Linked DNA regions of Astyanax mexicanus: region 2 is linked to region 1. Evidence: chromatin contacts called from public Hi-C data. All regions are on one chromosome and are shown on one strand. Each heading gives the region's core, a stretch centred on a gene start, on an enhancer-like site or on the middle of the called end of the contact. The rest is flanking DNA. Distances are from core to core; before and after follow the strand shown.

Region 1 (2,700 bases), core at 95-2,594:
AAGAGACCTTCGATGATCGGGTCAGTGAGAGGCATTTCCTACAGTCCCTCTTCTTTTGTTTCTTTTCTGTCCCTGTTATTAAATTATTAAATTATATTATATACATATATTTTATTCCCTATAATTGTTTTAAACAGTAGATTATCGTTTTAATTCTTAGCTTTTTTTGTACAGCCTAAGCAATAATCTAAATGGTTCAAAAATTATATTTTAATGGTTTTGATCTTAGGCATTTAGAAGGATGAATGAAAGGATCTTTTGAACTCCTTGTTCACAGGGTCATAAGATTGCAGTCCATCACAGGGTATCAGGGATGTTGAGAGTAAACTAGACTATCTATGCAGACACACTGACCAGAGTAAAAATCAAACCCACAACATGAGCAATGAATTGCTTGTCCCACACCTTTTGAGATACTGACACTTTTCCAGTTCCAGATTATTTGGTCTGATTGTTTGGTGTGACACAAACAGTTTTTCCACATTTTTTTCTATAGTAATGGTTTGGGTGCAAAACTTTTGGCACCCTTTAATTGCAACACTGAAAAAAAAAAACACTTGTACCACCTAACCAGCACCATCTGGGGCACAGCCTGGGACGCCATACCAACCACCTGGGATATTAAAGCAACTGCATGGCAACTCTTTAGAAACCCCTAAGCAACATCTTAAACATTTGCCACACTGTAGCACCCCTAAGCAACACCATAGCAACCACCTAGTAACCACTCACCAACATCCAGAGAAACTATAAGCCTCCTTGTGTCTGCCTGGAATAGCATAGAAGGCACTTACATTAGCAACACCATAGCATCCAGCTGCCCATCCAACACATTTTTACTTCTTATTAAAGGTTATGTTAGTGATAATACCGCGTTAATAGCTGCAAATACTTGTACTGTTCTTTGTTGAAATTCTAGAAGCTGTGCAGTATGGAAAGTCTAATCTTCAGCCTTTTTTGACCAGTAGATCAGTTCTGACACCAACCATCTGGTACAGAACGTCAGTGAGAAATAGCGCACTATGAAGCGTCTGCACTGTTTATCTGCTTGGCTGATGCGCAGCGTTGTTGCTGGTGGATTCCATTACGGTTTGTGTGGTAGATGTAAAGTTTGCTGCAGCAGGGATGTGGAGGCTAGCTGTGATGAGTCAGAGCCGTGTGCTGGAGTGGCTGGTTTGTGAAGGAGTCTCGAGAGTATATCCAGAGGTCAGGGCTGGAGCTGTGTGGTTGCCATGGGTGACAGCAGCCACCAGGAGAGGGTGCTAGAGGGATGCGGAAACTTGAGGGATGCTTTTGAACCTGTTGACCCCCCCCCCCCCCTTTCTTTTTTCTGCAAGCTGTGGGGTGTATTGCGCCTGTGTGTGTGTGGGATGAATGAACTAAGCCCTCCTCTCAGGCCTCACTGGTGCTGTTGGCTCCGGCTGGATGAGCTCTCGGGGTCTGGAGCTCCAGACAGCTAATCAGTATTCAGTGGACAGAGCGGGGAGTCGTTGCATAAGCCAGAGGCACGCGAGGACAGAGCGAGCAAGTGAGAGAGAGAGAGAGAGAGAGAGAGATAGGGAAGAGGAGCACACCAGCAGCCTAAAAACACCCAGCACAACAAATCAATACTGCAGAGAGCTGACTGCAGCCAGAGAGAGAGAGAAAGAGAAGAGAGAGGGATGAGAGATATAGAAAGTGAGAGAGTGATCAGAGTTACTGAAGCTTTGACACAGCAGAAATAGTACTGCAGCCCCACCTCTCCTCCACACCTTCCACTCACTCTGTTCTCATGCAGCAGCTGCTTCTGCTTTTGAGGTCATGATTAGAGACGAAGCAGTCATTTAGAGCAGCTTTATTTATGCACAGGGTTAAAGCTCATCCCAGAGCAGCACTGTGAGAGAGGCTCGGAATTAAATTAGCAATTAGTGAGTTGTTGACTTCTGTAATAAACTTCAACATCAAGAAGTTTAAAGTCAAAAGGAGTCAGTGGCCCCTCTTCATTTTTTACATCTGTTTTCCAGTCATAACAAATTTTAATTACAAGTTATTCATTTTCTAAGTGATGTTTCTGAGGAGTTCAAATGTAAGATGGCAGTGGTTCCCAACCCTGTTCATGGAGGTTTTGTAAAGTCAAAAAAATTAAATAAATAAAATATGGGTGAAAAAAGTTGTGTACAGTAGGGGTGAAAGAAAATGTTGTTATCATATAGCGATATTGCGTTTTGCAATACTGTATTGATGTTTAAAAAACACACAATTGATTTTTTGTAAAAACTTTTGTAAAGATTGGTGTCAGGCAGTGCATCATGTAATGTTGTGTTTGAACCCCGACCACTAGAGGGCAGTGTTGTACTCTGTTGTTAGAGCCTACTATTACAACTGCATAAAAAGTAAACTTTTCTTTCATCAAGCTTGATATGATAGTGTATGATAGAGTGTTTTTTATAATTTTGATTAAAACAAAATTTGATTACAGTATTGCAACTCGTCTCAGTATACTCCTGGATTCTTGTCAAACCACTGCCCTAATTTAAAGTTTTTAAAGACCTTTTTCACACCATTTTTTACACTTGAAAAACTGAGACCTTGCCCAAATATGTTGATATGAGCCTGCATTATTTTCTGCACTTTTAAATGCAATAATGACAAGCTTATATGACAGAAAACACATTTACTGTTAAATGCTAAGGTCAAAAATACGTAGGAGATCTGAAAGGC
Region 2 (2,700 bases), core at 152-2,651, 84 kb after region 1:
ATTTTCCACCACTTTTCGTGCACACAGCAAACACACACTAATGCCACAACATAGTCTATTTTCTTACAGTCTTGGTGCATTGTTGGAAAAAGTGGTACAGTTTACGTTCTCAATAAGATTATTCGCAAATGAAATTATAAGGCACCTTAGGGGAACATTGCAGGTTGCTTCTCAGTTTTAAATGGAAAAGTTTCTCAGTTTAAATGGAAAAGTTCCCCAACATTTGCATTGGTTTCTGGGCCTATAGTTTCACTAGCTGTACATTAACTCAAATGTAGCATTACCAAATCAAGACAGGTTGTGCCACAAAAACTAGCATATGCATGTACCCCTAAGTGTGTGAAAGCTGTGATGAAACTAAAGACAATAAAAATATGGCTCATTCAAAGATACAGGAATCACCTTTGCCAGCAGGTCCTAAAACACAGGCTACATCCTTAAGATAACTATTTCTAATACTACAAATATATACTACTTGTTTGTATTATATTTATATAGAATGAACTGTGGCATTGCAGTGTAGAACGAAACATTTAAATAATATTTTGTATTATTATTAATAATAATAATAATAATAATAATATTTTCTGTGGGAATCACCTTTTAACCTTAAAGCATTGTGAGTGTAGATTCGGAGCCTCAACCATTCAAAACAATACATTTGGCAGACACTTTTATCCAAAGCAACTTACAAATAATGATGTACATTTAGCAATAGAGGACACAGAAGTTCAAGGCAAAACCATTTTTAGGCAGGTCTAAAGAAAGCCAAAGGGAAATAGTGTAATAGAGGAGGGAAGGATGGGAAGAAGGAAATGAGGTTAGAAGTGGTTAGTTTGTTAGAGGTGTTAGGAGAGTAGGTACTGTTTGTCATTATCGTACATGGATGGCAGCGCAAGGAACTGAAGCTAGTGTTATGGGATGTAAACAGTGGTTTCTAATAAGCTTATTGTTTTAAATATCAGGGCTCTTCGTATTCTAGCAAGGAGGTGTGGAGCTACTTTGAGCCTGGATAACGATGGAAAAAGTGATTGGGGCAAATTATGCCCTGTGTCACCCAGCCTGAAGTGTGTTTGGAAAAACTGTTAAAATTTCTGGATCTCAGAACGCTGTGGGAGAACGGTGTGCTGTTCATCAAAGGTAAGTACTTTTTTTATCATGTTTTACTACACCTAAAGTCCATTTTACTCCAAAGTTCTCATTTAACATTGTCACAACATTGCCGTGTTTGTCAGGTAAGCCCCGCCCTCGTGTATTACGATTGGCTGGGAGTCCTGTAGCGGATTCAGCGGGTGAATTTTACCTGTAGCCAATCACAGCAGCGCAGGGCGGAGCCACAGAGAAAACGGGTGGGAAACAAACGACAAAAAAACTTCACGCCTCGGCAAAGTGGCAGCCGAGCTCAGGCGAGTGCAGACATCATTCTGAAAGTGCTGCACTGCTGCACATACACAACCCTCACCTCCCTTAACACTTTCACCGCTCTCGGAAATACAAAACCGACCTTAGAGAACAGATCTCCCTCTGAACTACGAGAAGAGGTGGATGAAAGAAGGAGAAAGTTATGGATGAAAGAATAGCGCGACTGCAGGACAGACCTTTCCTGGATCATGCAGATTTCTTGGGGTGAGTGCTGTTTGTATCAGTGTTTACTGACTCTCTGCTTACAGTTGAATAAGTTCTCTAAGTGCTGTGTGTGGTTGTTGTTTTGTTTTAGGGTCGAGTATTCGTCTCTGTACATGTGTAAATCAAAAAGAGGAATGAAGAGAGAGGAAGGAAAGGTGAGAATCGCTTATTTAAACACTTATATATAGATAATAAAACTCATCTTTCCCAGCCAGCACAGTATGTTATCTTTCTGACTGCCTTTTCTTTTGGTGCCATACTGTTGTCTGCTTGGCGATTTGTACGTTGTCACCACGTTGAAACATAGTAATTTCTTAGAAAGTTGTGAAAACAATATCCGATATTTTCTAAAAGGTTTTGACAGCGTGTGATGACAACAGACTACTGTAAAAGACAGTTACAATTAGTCCGCATTTTGCTAAAATGATTCCGTGCGGTACCATTTCTTAACTCTTAAAAGTCCGAACCATCATATAATTGCTAGAAAATGTGAGTTAAATAAATACATCTAAAATGTATATGATTTAGAGCATCCGATATTTACTTATATATGTTTTTGAATATTTACTGCATGATTTTCAGTTTTTTTAAACAAACTAAGTCATACAGAACAAAATCACTTTAATCCTTATCTTCCTGGCTGCCGTTAAAATATTGCACAAATCAGTTCTGACTGAATGTAGTTTGTATCTGTATGTAGTTATCTAATTGACAACCTTCCTGAGACAACGTCAATATTAACACATTTTGACATTTTAACTTGATAGCAACGTTCTGTATTTGCTGGGCTATAATAATGCATATATTTAAATATTATACATAATTTATTTATATCCATATTTATTAAAATTAATTAATTAGTATTTAAATAAAATCATGTAAAAATTGATTGTTGATGTTTAAAGTGCTGGCATTTTTCACACTTTATTTTAATTTTCAAACACAGGACGCTTACAAGTTACCCCACAGACTGATTGAGAAGAAGAGGAGGGACAGGATAAATGAATGTATCGGACAGCTGAAAGACTTACTACCCGAACATCTAAAGCTGACGGTAAGCTATTCCCAAGTTTG

The links. Hi-C and Micro-C count contacts between places; a contact is called where the count stands out from the background.
Region 2: a contact with region 1 is called in a Hi-C map of muscle, with 15 times the contacts expected there. The contact joins the promoter of bhlhe41 here to the enhancer-like site in region 1. A contact is called at or near these places in 2 of 3 Hi-C or Micro-C datasets (both in muscle).

Annotation. Positions count from the first base shown.
Region 1 is chr9:21,199,292-21,201,991 of AstMex3_surface, forward strand. It overlaps itpr2 (inositol 1,4,5-trisphosphate receptor, type 2), which reads left to right. Exons shown (of 57, transcript XM_007250570.4): 37 at 1-20. Among protein-coding and RNA genes, the nearest start is that of itpr2, 46 kb to the left of the region's middle. Within about 2 kb of position 1,345, the one cell type or tissue checked has an H3K27ac peak away from gene starts, as active enhancers do.
Region 2 is chr9:21,283,056-21,285,755 of AstMex3_surface, forward strand. bhlhe41 (basic helix-loop-helix family, member e41) reads left to right here and starts at 1,402. Exons shown (of 5, transcript XM_007250572.4): 1 at 1,402-1,626; 2 at 1,718-1,781; 3 at 2,573-2,680. The coding sequence starts at 1,565.